Regions from separate parts of the Mus musculus genome. Here all the other regions are linked to region 3. Evidence: chromatin contacts called from public HiChIP or PLAC-seq data. All regions are on one chromosome and are shown on one strand. Each heading gives the region's core, a stretch centred on a gene start, on an enhancer-like site or on the middle of the called end of the contact. The rest is flanking DNA. Distances are from core to core; before and after follow the strand shown. Region 1 overlaps Guca1a (guanylate cyclase activator 1a (retina)). Region 2 overlaps Trerf1 (transcriptional regulating factor 1). Region 3 has its middle 5.0 kb from the start of Gm41589.

Evidence for each region. HiChIP or PLAC-seq counts read pairs in DNA pulled down with a chosen protein or histone mark.
Region 1: a contact with region 3 is called in an H3K4me3 HiChIP or PLAC-seq map of bone marrow-derived macrophages, with 3 times the contacts expected there. The contact joins two enhancer-like sites. A contact is called at or near these places in 11 of 39 promoter capture datasets (the 3T3-L1 cell line, 3T3-L1-derived adipocytes, the HPC-7 cell line and 6 more), 9 of 115 datasets of contacts at active chromatin or transcription factors (bone marrow-derived macrophages, embryonic forebrain, embryonic stem cells and 3 more) and 2 of 9 other capture datasets (adipose tissue and liver).
Region 2: an H3K4me3 HiChIP or PLAC-seq map of bone marrow-derived macrophages shows a contact between it and region 3, with 5 times the contacts expected there. The contact joins two enhancer-like sites. A contact is called at or near these places in 5 of 39 promoter capture datasets (the 3T3-L1 cell line, the HPC-7 cell line, frontonasal cranial neural crest and 2 more), 12 of 484 Hi-C or Micro-C datasets (the Ba/F3 cell line, the N1E-115 cell line, bone marrow-derived macrophages and 6 more), 28 of 115 datasets of contacts at active chromatin or transcription factors (CD8 T cells, the HPC-7 cell line, the NIH/3T3 cell line and 23 more) and 2 of 9 other capture datasets (embryonic stem cells and macrophages).

The regions. Positions count from the first base shown.
Region 1 is chr17:47,393,837-47,398,024 of GRCm38.p6, forward strand. Guca1a (guanylate cyclase activator 1a (retina)) reads right to left here. Exons shown (of 4, transcript NM_008189.3): 2 at 1,712-1,861; 3 at 1,272-1,365; 4 at 721-984. The coding sequence ends at 821. Among named protein-coding and RNA genes, the nearest start is that of Guca1a, 4.7 kb to the right of the region's middle. Within about 2 kb of position 1,680, at least 173 of the 459 cell types and tissues checked have an H3K27ac peak or open chromatin away from gene starts, as enhancers often do. A contact at or near this core is called in bone marrow-derived macrophages and pancreatic cancer cells, where this site is marked.
Region 2 is chr17:47,292,727-47,296,464 of GRCm38.p6, forward strand. All of the region lies in intron 2 of Trerf1 (transcriptional regulating factor 1), which reads left to right. Among named protein-coding and RNA genes, the nearest start is that of Trerf1, 64 kb to the left of the region's middle. Within about 2 kb of position 1,460, at least 225 of the 459 cell types and tissues checked have an H3K27ac peak or open chromatin away from gene starts, as enhancers often do. A contact at or near this core is called in the N1E-115 cell line, bone marrow-derived macrophages and pancreatic cancer cells, where this site is marked.
Region 3 is chr17:47,142,654-47,146,797 of GRCm38.p6, forward strand. It overlaps a transcript of Trerf1 not described here. Among named protein-coding and RNA genes, the nearest start is that of Gm41589, 5.0 kb to the left of the region's middle. Within about 2 kb of position 2,533, at least 27 of the 459 cell types and tissues checked have an H3K27ac peak or open chromatin away from gene starts, as enhancers often do. A contact at or near this core is called in the N1E-115 cell line, bone marrow-derived macrophages and pancreatic cancer cells, where this site is marked.

The DNA of each region.
Region 1 (4,188 bases), core at 430-2,929, 250 kb after region 3:
TCTGAGTTCAAGGCCAGCCTGGTCTACAGAGTGAGTTCCAGGACAGCCAGAGCTACACAGAGAAACCCTATCTTGAAAAACAAACAAACAAAACAAACAAACAAATATCTTTGGGCCTGAGTGAGCAGAGTTGACCAGGACCAACAGGGTCGACTAGAGCAAGCAGAGGTCCTAAAAATTCAATTCCCAACAACCACATGAAGGATCACAACAGTGCACTCATATACATAAAAAAAAATTTTTTTTAAAAAGAAAAAGATCTAGCTTAGATGAAAATGGTCCGTGTAAAATATGAGTATATCCCAGGCAGGAAAATGATGTGTTCCCCAAATCATGGAGGTACATGGGGCAGGCTGGAAGATGCATCATCTAACACTAGCACACAGTAGGTGCTCAATAAATGTTGGCCTTACACCTGAAGCCACACAAACTCCAGGGTCAGGACTGAGTGTGACCGCCCGAGGTTCCATCTGAGGCGATGCGGGCGGGGGGGGGGGGGCGCTCTCAGAGCTTCCACATCCGCAAGGTCATGGCCTGGGGAAGTAGAGCAGGGAGCTGGGCAAGAAGATGGGAGGGGCCAGAGAGGGACTGGCAGGAAGCACCATCATCCTTCGAGTTCCCTAGAGGATTAGGGACCATCCTTCTGTCCTGGGCTCTCAACTCCTGATACTGCCCCTCCACCCAGAACTATGTACCCAAAGAAAAAAGCTGAGACTCTGAGTTCAGGAGGTTCTATGTAATGTTAAGACAAGAACAGAACAACCACACCAGGCACCGCACGGGGCCAGCCCTCAGCAGGCAGAAGCCACAGGGTGAATGCTCAACCCGCAGCCTCCGCTGCCAGGTCGCCGGTGCCTGCCTCCTCGTGTTCGCCGTTCTGGAGTCTGCGCACGATGCCGGTCAAGTCCAGGCTTCGGGTCAGCGTGTCCAGGAGCATCTGGTCCTTCTGCACACCTTCCATGAACTCCTCCAGGGACAGTTCCCCTGGGATGGAGAGAAAGAGATTCGCGGGATGAGGTCTCAGGAGTCCAGGGCTCAGAGCTATATGCAAAAGGCAGGGACAGAGCCAGCGCTGGGGCAGTGATAACGGATCCAGAACCCAAAGTCTGGTGCAGGGATCCCCCAAATCCAGGTCTGCATCCAGAGCAAAGGTGGGTAGAAGAGGCGACCGGCAGAAGGCCCTGTGTCCCCCTCCTCTCTTGCCCCTCTCCAGGAGTGACTGCCATCTCTGCTGACCCCTCCCCTGGAGAGCCCCTCCTCGGCCCCCTCACCATCCCCGTTGATGTCGATCTTGGCAAACACGGTATCTGTGAATTCCTCGGCACTCATGGATGAGTCGCTCCAGGGATTAATGGTTCGGATGGCCTGGGAACACAAACAGGCAGAAGTGAGGAGACCCTTCCCAGTGGTGGGAGTGGGAGCAGAGCGAGCTTGTCGAAGCCCTGAACGGTTCAGAGTAGAAATCAAGGTTAGGGCCTCAGGCACTTGGGACACCGAGGTAGGATTGTCTCAAACTCGAGGTCAGTAGTCAGTATGGGCCAAGGAGTTGTGAGCTAGCCTAAGTTAAAATCGAAAGGGAAAAAAAAAAAAAAAAAAAAAAAAAGGCGAGGAAGGCGTGTCGTGGTAGCTCATGCCTTTAATCCCTGCCCTCTGGGAGGCAGAAGGCATAGACAGCCAGTTTTCTGGCCCAGCCCTCTGCACCTGGAGTTACCCGGATGATGGTGAGCAGCTCGTCCCTGTCTATGCACCCGTTGCCGTCGACGTCGTAGAGCTTGAAATACCAGCGCAACTTCTGTTCCACTTTGCCCTTGAGGACCAGGCTGAGGGCTGCCACGTACTCCATGAAGTCAATGTAGCCATCCTGGGCAAGGGGCGAGGCGGGGTAAGCTCACCAGGGCTCCGCCCACCCCACTCAGAGCCCCGCCCGCTTCAGCCAGAACCCCGCCCCCAAGGCCTCTGTTCAATTCTCCACACCCTTCACTACTGAAGGCAAAAGCAGAAGGGAGCAGAAGCCAGTCTGCTCTGCAGTGCTCAGCCCCCTTGTAGCACGAATATCTGTCTTTCTGGACACTTCAACAGTGCCCGCCTCGCATCTTCCTCAAAGCTGCCAATCAAGTCTGTTAGAACCACCCCCACTGCGTCCCTTTGATTCTAGAACAGGGATCGTTCCCATAGCTTGAGCAGGTGGAAGAAGGAAGAAAGAAAGCCAGGGCTGGAGGCTTGACTCCAGAGAGTTCTAGCAGTGCTGGCCTGGAGGTAGGGGCAAGAGACCCATATAAAGGCTCTTTCCTCTTGGCTTCAAGCTCCACTAAGCTCTATTGTGTGCCGAGAAAGACTGAGAACTCAGCGGAACAGTCGCCCTGTCCTGACAGAAACGCAGTGTTGGAGGAGCAGGTTTGAATCCTGCCTCCTCGATCCTCCTGAGTTCTAGGCTATGGGACACAGGACTTAGCATGTCCGTTCTACAATACTCGACCTCCTCATCTGAAAATGGCCGGCTATCAGAATTGCTTTTGGTGAACCGAGTCCGTGTAGCTTAAACACCCAGCACAGCTTAAACACCCAGCACAGCTTAAACACCCAGCACAGGCAGAGCGCAGTAAGGCAGTGAATCCCGTTACCTGCTGTTTGATTTGTTTGTTTGCTTGCTTGGTTGGTTTGGGGGGTTTGGGTTTGGTTCCGCTCCGCTCCCCACCCCCAACCAGGGTTTCTCTGTGTAGCCCTGGCTGTCCTAGAACTCACTTTGTAGACCAGGCTGGCCTCGAACTCAGAAATCCGCCTGCCTCTGCCTCCCAAGTGCTGGGATTAAAGGGGTGTGCCACCACCTCCCGGCTTGGGTTTGGTTTTATTTCGAGACAGGGTTTCTCTGTAAAGCTCCGGCTGCCCTGGAACTAGCATTGTGAACCAGACTGGCCTCAAAAGTCAGAGCTTCACCTGCTTCTGCCTCCCAAGTGCTAGGATCAAAGGTGTGCCCCGCTATGCGCAGCTCTGTTACTTTCTTTTAAAAAATTATTTGCTTATGTGTATATGTCTGTGTAAACGTGTGACATATATGTGTTCATGCTTTTAGAGGCCAGAAGAGAAAGTCGCCTCCCCAGGTGACGGTTGTGAGCAGCCTGATGTGGGTGATGGAGCCAAACTCAAGTCCTCTGGAGAAGCAGCAAGCACTCGACCACTGAGCAACCTCATCAGGACCAGTACACAGTCACTATGGGGCTGGGGGTGGCAGGAGACAACTGTGCCATCGCACTGTATCCAATACTGGGACATTATAGAATCATCTAACTCCGCTAGGGCAGGACAGTTCAAATGGCCCTTCAAGAGAAGGGGACATCTCCACTGAGTCTTGAAGGGGGTTCACACAGAGGAGCATGCAACCTTCATAGGTAGCACAGAATTGCTGCAATCCTGGGAGCTGAATGCTAGGGCCCCAAATACATCCAGCAAGCAACTCAGCTACATCGACAGCTCGAGAAACACAAGACCTGTTTACAGGATGACCCTCAGGGCCCCCGCCTCTCTGCTCCTGCCTATCCCAGCATGTCAGAAAGCTAAACATTTGGGCTGGAGAGATGGCTCAGTGGGTAAGAGCACTGACTGCTCTTCTGAAGGTCCTGAGTTCAAATCCCAGCAACCACATAGTGGCTCACAACCATCTGTAATGAGATCTGCCTTGGTCCTTGACTTTCACTCTTCTTGTATTGCTGAACACTTTTAAAATGAGGAGTTATATCACTGTTGTAATTTCTTAATGACTATGAAGAAGTAGTGGAAAAGTCAAAAGACCAAAGTCCCCACTTGGAAAGGACCCAACCTGGGACAAATCGCTGGGCTCTCCAACACCCCCCTCCCATTTTCTTGGCTGAGACTCGAAGGACAATATGAATTTTCAAGATTGTGGCTTGGGCAGGGTATACACACTTGAAATCCCAAGAACTCTTGAGTCTGATACAAGGGGATTATTCTGGTTTTCAAGTTGGACTGGGTTATATAGTGAATACTAGTCAGACCATAGATAACACAAATCTCACAATGTAAAGAAGTGAGATGTGAAATGGATTCCCATCAGTAATCACACAGCTCTGTGTGTGTGTGTGTGTGTGTGTGTGTGTGTGTGTGTGTGTGTGTGTATTGACAGAGTCTCATTATACAGCCCAGGTTGACCTTAAATCTGTGGTGATCCCCCTG
Region 2 (3,738 bases), core at 210-2,709, 150 kb after region 3:
CAAATAGCTGGACATGGTCGTTCACACATATTATCCTAACACTCGGAAAGCTGATGCAGAAAGATCACTATGAGTTTGAGGGCAGCCTGGGCTACAGATAGTATTTCAGGCCAGGCCGGTCTACAGAGTGACATCTTTTCTCAATCAATCAATAAATAAATATCAAACGATCAGAGGCAAGACACAGCTCATGGCTAGCCATTGCTTGCAGCAGGTATCAGCCTTGGGTTCTTGAAAAGAGCCTGAAATATCCCATCCTCCATACACACTCCTGTGTCCTGTTCTGTGATGTGCCACGAGAGGTGCTGGAGCCTCTCGCTGTGGTCTGTTCCCTTATGGAGCCTTATGAAGGGCGGTCTGGCTGCCCATAACCATGGTCCTCTGGCCAGGGAAGAAGGATCTTCAACATCCATTCACCTCCATTCTGTGTGTGCACCAATTACGCATGGGGTGATGGGCGTGCCATAGCAGGAGCGCAGGGTCAGAGGTCAGCTCTTTGGACTCCCTTCCACTGTTACATGGTCTCCAGGGAATCAAGCTGAAGTTGCCGGATTTATGTGGCAGACACCTTTACCCACCAAGCCATCTTCCCGCCCCCGCCTTCAGCTGTCTTCGCCTCTGCTTGGTGGTTTTCTGCACTACCAGGTTTATCTCAGGCCACTTCCTGATTTGATATCGATCAGGTACCCACTTTTGCCTCAGGGACTGCTACTTTTAGTGACTCTGGGCTCTGTGTGGTGAACGTGTAGCATCAAAAAGGCATAGCCAAAGAGTTGCCTAAAGAACCAAATATCTTCACTTAGAAAGGAAGCTGAGGGAGAGAGTGCTGTGCCTGTGAGGGGTCAGGGAAGGCTTCCTGGAGGAGGAAGACTTGCATTGAGTCAGTGGCTCCAGTAGGTGAGATGGCAGCAGAGGGAGTTTGGGTTCTACAACGTTTGGCTGTAGAAATGGTGGGGTCTAGTCTTAGAGACCAGTAACTGTTCTCATAGGCAGTAAGTGCCAGCTAGTGGCTTCCAGGCCCACAGATGGCCTCCATGGCCCCTCCCGAAGGTTCCGCCAGCTGTTAGCATATCCAAAGTCCTATGAAGTCCTACTGTGTGCCCCCAGGCTCCTGAGTCGTCTAGCCATCCACAAACATCATCAACTTGTGTGCTTCTGCCTTAAGTTTTCCCAGAACCTGGGTCACCAAGCTCAGGAATTGGCATCTTTCTCTAAAACTGTAAGGACCAAACTCTATTCAAACTACCTCGTGTTGCTTGGTTGTTTGGGGAGGGAGGGGGTTGCTAGGCAACCTGGGTAAGGGGGTGGATGGGATTAGGGAAAGGTTTTTCTCTTCCCATACAGTTAGGAGAAGGTGTCCTGATGTTCTCAATCAAATGAGTGGCTAGGCCCATACGCCTGGGGCTAGAGGCCCAACCCCACCAGTAAACCTCAGAGTCTATTAACAGCCTCTCTGCTGGGTGAGTCACCCTTCCTGCCCCTCCTTACCTCTACTTACTCAGGGCTCTGAGGCCAGACTGATCCTTCCATCCAGCTGGCTTGGCCCAGGGCGAGCTCAATGAGATTAACTATTTAACTATTTCCCACTGGTGAATTCCCCGAGGCAGCTGAGCCCTGGTTGAAGCAAGGGCTTGTCCTGGATACACCCATGGAGATAATTCCAGAACCAGGAAGCAGGGTGCAGCGCATCCAGGACTGTCTGAGGAGCCTGGGGTGCCAGAGGCACTGGGTATAAAGCCAGGAGGTGTCCCGGGCTGAGGGCCCCTGTGCTGTCAGGGTTACATAATAGCTGACAGAAACATGCTCTCAAGTGAGTCTTTAAGTGCTCCTCTGGAGACTGGCCATCAGCACAGCATGATGACAGAGTGAATGTCTTGCTCCTAAAACTACCTTAAGTCCCTGACCTGCACTGGTCGTAACACGTGCGCCATTCTGATATGTTCTGATTTCTGTGTTTACTTGTTTGCGTGTGGACATTTGAGGCAGGGTCTCTCAAACTCTGTAGCCGAAACTGGCCTTGAGCCCAAGATGCTCCTCCCCTGTCAGCCACCATGGTCAGCTATGTATTTTTTACATGTGTGTGCATGTGTGCATGCCTGTGTGCATTTGTGTGTGCGCGCACGTGTGCTTGTGCATGTGGAAGCCAACGGACAATCTCAAGTGTCTTCCTTGTCTTTTATGACAACCGCCCCTTGGCCTGGAACTCCCAGATTAGGCCAGTGAACTCCAGGAATCCTCCCTGTCTCCACTGCCCAGCGTTGGGTACAGTGTCCAAGGAGGCCAGAAGAGACGGGGTTAGGACCCTGGACTGGAGTTACAGGTCATTTGAACCATCATGTGCGTGCTGGAAACCAAACCCAGGTTGTCTGGAAGAGCAGCCAAGTGCTTTTAACTGCTGAGCCTTCTCCTCAGCCTTCCTCCCCACAATGGGCTGCTCTTTGGGGACCCTCTAAGATACCAGTGTGGAGGAGGATCTACTGTTTCAAGCCCTGGTCCAGGATTTTTGGGGTGTCCCGGGGAGCACCTAGAGAAACTCCTCACACTGAGTTCCCTCTTGAAGCTCAGGGTCCTGTGTTCTGCAGAAGCAGAGCCTGGGGTATAGGACAGGAAGTCACTTGCCCAACAGGGTCCCAGAGCTGGCCCTTCTCTGTTTGGTCCAGCTTATCTTTTTGTGAGGTTTGCATTTCCTGAATCTTCGGCAGCTGGATGGGGGTGGGGAGTAGGGTAGGGGAAGTGGGCTTAAAGGAGCCCTATCTGAGACTGTTTAAATTTCCGGTGACGAGGAGATATTAAATATTATTTACAGTAGTCTGTGAGCCTGGAATCCAGCAGACACAGGGGGGAGACTCGGTTGGAATCCAGAAGACCAAGAGGAGAGGAAGGGATGGCCACGTGAGGGCTAGTCAGAGGCAGCAAGACACAGTGATGACACAGAAATAAATGGGAGTTTGTGTTCTCCCGCCTCCACGGGACTCCATGGAGATTCACGTGCTTGGACCTCTGGACTTCTGCCTCCCTGGGGCTCCCGTCACTCAACTTGGAATGAGTTTGCATCCATAGAAATTGTGGTTGTCCGTGTCCCTTGTGTTGTTTTTAGAGAGCTCATTCTGACGTCTCAGAGGCTGCTATGAGGTCTGAAGGCATTCCCTGGTAGCGGGGAAAGTCCGTCAGAGCAGATGAATGGGAGCTGAGGCCACTTCCGGCCCTCATCTCCGGGATAGTCCGGCTAGACGGCATGTGCCTAGTTCCTCAGAGTGACCATCATTCAGTGGGAGGAAAAGTTGTAACCCAAAATAATGCAATGGTGACCGTGCTGCCAGTTTCCTGAGAGTGTGGCCTTCTGGACACAGGAAATGACAGGCAGGGAACATGGGTAGGCTGGGATCACTCCCGGTGCCTGGCTGCATGCTCTTCGGCTTCTCATTAATAGATATTATTATATTTTTTGTTGTTTTAAATTTTAAAAATAATTTTACATGTATGAGTGTTTTTGTCTGCCTGTATGTTTATGCGTAATATGTATACAGTGACTGTGGAGGCCAGAAGAGGGAATATGATCTCTTGGAACTATAGTTGGTTGTAAGCTGAATTGGACCCTGGGCCTCTGGAAGAGCCTCTAGTATGCCCCTAACACTGATTGATATATCTATCTATCTATATCTATATCTATATAGATATATAGATATATAGATGTGCATATATATATATATATACATTAGTACAGAGAGGCTTTGAATA
Region 3 (4,144 bases), core at 1,283-3,782:
AAGTGTTTGTGTTGTAGTCAGTGCTTGGTCTTTCGTGGTCCTGGACTGTCTTGCTAAGTGTGTGGAAGTCATGCTTCAACATGACCAGTTCAGGCATGGCCCAAGACGTCAGCAGAGCATGCCTGGGAGAAGCAGTTTCCTTGGCCTTTTCCTCAGGCAGCCGAGGTGATTTAAAAAAAAAAAAGAAGAAGAAGAAGAAAAATAGAAAGAAAGAAAGAAAGAAAGAAAGAAAGAAAGAAAGAAAGAAAGAAAGAAAGGAGTTTTACATTGTCCCAGGCAGTGACAATCGTTTGCTTGCACCCTCGGTACTTCTCATTCAAGGAGTTCTGTGGGGAAGTGTGCTTTGTAGCCCACTCCGACAAGATGCTTGGAGGAGCCAGCACTTAGCTAGTTAAACCAGCAGTCTTTGCCTCTCCTTGCTCGCTTTCTTGGCTCGCAGCCTACTGGGTTCTGCAGATCCTTTAACTTTGATGGGTGCTGGTGTGGGGAGTTGAACTTGGCCAGGAGAATTTGAGCACCAGGGGGTCTGGCCAGGAACTGGTTAGTAGGGATATGGCATAACCACCCAACACCGAGGTTAACTAAAGTCGGTTAAGCTTTCCTGAGTTCTGTAAACAGGTTTTGAGTTTAGAAAGGGAAAATGGGTTAAAAAACAAAACAAAATAATAACACCACCACCACCACCACCACCCCCTTATGTTACTGATAAACAGTCCGTTTTTCCTTCTCTCCTTCCTCCCATCAGGCTTCAGGATCAAGGGATTAATATTTGGCAGATTGAGAGTTGAGTTAGTTCGAAATCTTAGTGCCACCTATCACATGTTCCCAACTAGGCATTAGCTAAACAAATTAGCTGTTATCTTTAACTGGGCTATTGGCTGAGTCTGATTGGGTGTATACGCTCAGAGAGTAAATAAGAATTCCTCATGTGTGTTTATTCCAGGGTGGAATTATTTACATGTCTAACCTGGGAGCCAAGAATGGGTTTTTTTTCCCCCTCTTAACATTTATTTTATTGTCTCGCTTTTGGCCATTAATCAAGTCACAGTAGCGCCCCCCCCCTCCGCCATTCAACTGAGAATGTTCTCGTGGTAATAAAGGCTTGAAGGCCCAAGAATCATAATTCATTCTTTTTATAATATTGTGACAATTGTCAGGATTTGATTTACAGGAATTGATACCCGGAGTGACACACCCCTTTGGGCCCCGCCCTTTCAGGCATGTCCATTTTCGCCAACTGATTGTTTAGAAGCTAGCCTGACATGTTGGGGGGGGGGGAGAGGAGGAGGGAGGGAAGGCGCCTTTGCCTTATGCATTATAGGCACAGAGAAGATTAATTTTGTAGGTTCCAGAATGAACGTGGGTCTTTTCACAGCTTGGTAAGCAGGCATCCACGTAGCAGGCATGTGCTAATATCAGAGAGCATTGACAGAAGCTTACTGTGGAAATAGTCAGTCTAGCAGCTGTGCAGAGAGCACTCTGTTAACCGGCCTGTGCCTGTGCTATTTGTTGAGTTCAGAGTTTAAATTATAAAGAGGGGAGAGAGGAGAGGGTGTTGTGTTCCGTGCCTCGTATATTAAAATGTGCAGACACGGAAAACAAAGCTTATTTAGAATTTTCTCTTTCTTTTTTGATGTATGGGTTTATCGTAAGAACACAAAGTATTGTTTTTCTCTCCCTAGGCAGGGTGGGGTGGTGCATAGAAGAATTTGCCAAGAGGCTGATAGGGTGAGAAGAGCTAAAATTGTTTATATTTAGTAGTTGGTTTGAGTTTGTGGGCATTTGTAACGTGACAGAACTTCTAAGGTGGCTGTATGCTCAAGGCAGGCCAAGGTGAATCTGAAAATGGATAGGGTACCAATTTTTAGCCGGTTCTGCATATGGGGGTTATTGTTATTATTTTTTTTTTAAAGGATAGCTCTTTGGGTTCCAGCTTTATTCTAGAGTCACGTGGAGTGAGAACCCAGAGCTCTTGACACTGTCTTCCTGGGCCAACGGCCAAATTGCTTCATGGACTCAGGGCGAGTTGATTAACTTCTGTTTTTTGTCTTCTCCTGGAGAAATGGATTTGTACGTTGGCATTCCACAAAGGCGCTTGAGCGGCCTGGCAACTGTGCCAACATGTAAAAGCCATTACTTAGGAAAGCCTGCTGTTGGTGTAGAGTCCCTCATTCATTTACATCTTATGGATTTTTTTAAAAATACTTTTAATTGTGTTTTTGTTCGTGAGTCTGCATGTGGGTATGTACACATGTGAGTGCAGATTCCTGCTGAGGCCAGAGGCGTGGGGTCTCCTGGAGCTGCAGTTATAGGCAGTGGTGACCCTCCTAGTGGGTGCTGGGAATGAAGTTCCGGTAGTCTGCCAGGAGCAAGCAGTTAAGTGCCCTTCACTACTGCTGAGCCACCTCTCCAGCCCTGTTGTAGATTTATTAAAAAAAAAAATCCTAATTATACGTGCTGCTGTAGAGGGAGCTTGTACTTTCAGGCACCCAAAATAATTTCAGTTCATCTTCGAAGTTTCCTCTCCAGCCAGCTGGCTGGATGATCTAATGCTGAGTCAAGCTTGAGGTTAGTTAAGCTGTTGTTCCCGGGCAGCAGGTAGCTTTGGGGAGGCGAAGTGGACCCTCAAAGCTTAGTGTGAACTTGCCTGATGAGCTCACATGTGGGCTATTGCAATTCGTGCGAGTGGTGATAGGGTCCTTACTGACTGACGGTGTATGGTGACTTCCGGGACCTGGACTGCCACTCTGGGCTTTTCGGGAGAAAGCTCTAGATGGTTTTATTGACTTTGGATATTGACCCAGAAAAAATAAGGATCCAGACAGGTGCTCCAGACCTGCCCTGGAGCCACACATTTCTGAACTCACGAAACTGTGTGGCTGAAACAGGGAAGAGGGCTGGAGTCCTCAGAGATCTTGTGGGAAGGCTACAATCTTAAAGGATCTTGTGGGTTAACCGTATTTTTAGATTTTCATATTGGAGAGTAACTGGTGAGGTTAAAATATAGTTGAGATTTTTCTCTTTATCCCCACCCTGTCCGGAAAGGGACTAAAACCCGCCGGATTGCAGTTACTGGTATGCTTATCCACTGATGGATATGGGCGTGCGTGCCTGCGTATATGCGTGCGTGCTTGCGCGCATGCGTGTGTGCATACGCAAGCCAGATGTCAGTGTTGCCTGTTTCCTCCTCAGGTGCCCTGTCACCTTATTTAACTTATTTATTCATTTGACTTTTATTTGTGTATATGTGTACCCCTGCGCATGCGTGGCGGTCTAGGGTAGCTTGTGGGAGCTGATTCTCTGCTTCCACTTTGTGGGTTCTGGAGGTCAAACTTAGGTTGACAGTCTCTGTGGCATATGCCCTTACCATGTGTCCCCACCTGTCCCAGGCCTCGGTCCGGCCCTTTTCACTTTAAATTTTGAAACGGAATTTCTCACTGAATCCGGAGCTCATTCATTCAGTGGCTGGCCAGTGAACTCCGGGACCCCATCCTCCTGTCTCTGCCTCCTTGTGCTCCACTATAGCCCCATGCCATCGTGTTTATTGTTTCGCTTGTCTTAGGTGGGTGATGGAGATCTGAACTCGGGGTCCTTCTGCCTCTGCAGCTGCCACTTTACCCACTGTGCCATCCTCCCCGGGGCTGCATTTTAAAGAACTATTAAAGTCTTTCTATGTGAATTGCTCCATGAGTCTTTTAGAAAAGCTCTTCTGAGTTAAAGGACAGACACAACCACCAAAAACCCCTCTGGGATGTTTTCTAAGAATTTGAAATTCCCAGAGTAGCCACTTAGAGGAATTCGGGCCGAGGAAATGAATATTTAGGTTGTTTGTTTCCGCCTAGAGGACAAGAAGCTAGGAGCGGTGTGGGTCATGCTGGCTACTGATCTACTGACATTGAAAATACTTTTAGAGGAAGAAGAGAAGGAAAAATAAAACTTAGGGTCTAAATGGCTATGAGAATTTTGGGATCACATAGTGTGGGGTTATCATTATTATTTTAATTTCTGACTTGAGAAGCCCTGATTTTCATTTATACATTTAGCAGCCACTTTCATTTTATTTTATTTTTTTTAGATTTATTTATTTATTATGTGCAGAAGCCTTTTTTTGCCTTGTATGTCTGTGTATTATCTTGTGCATGCT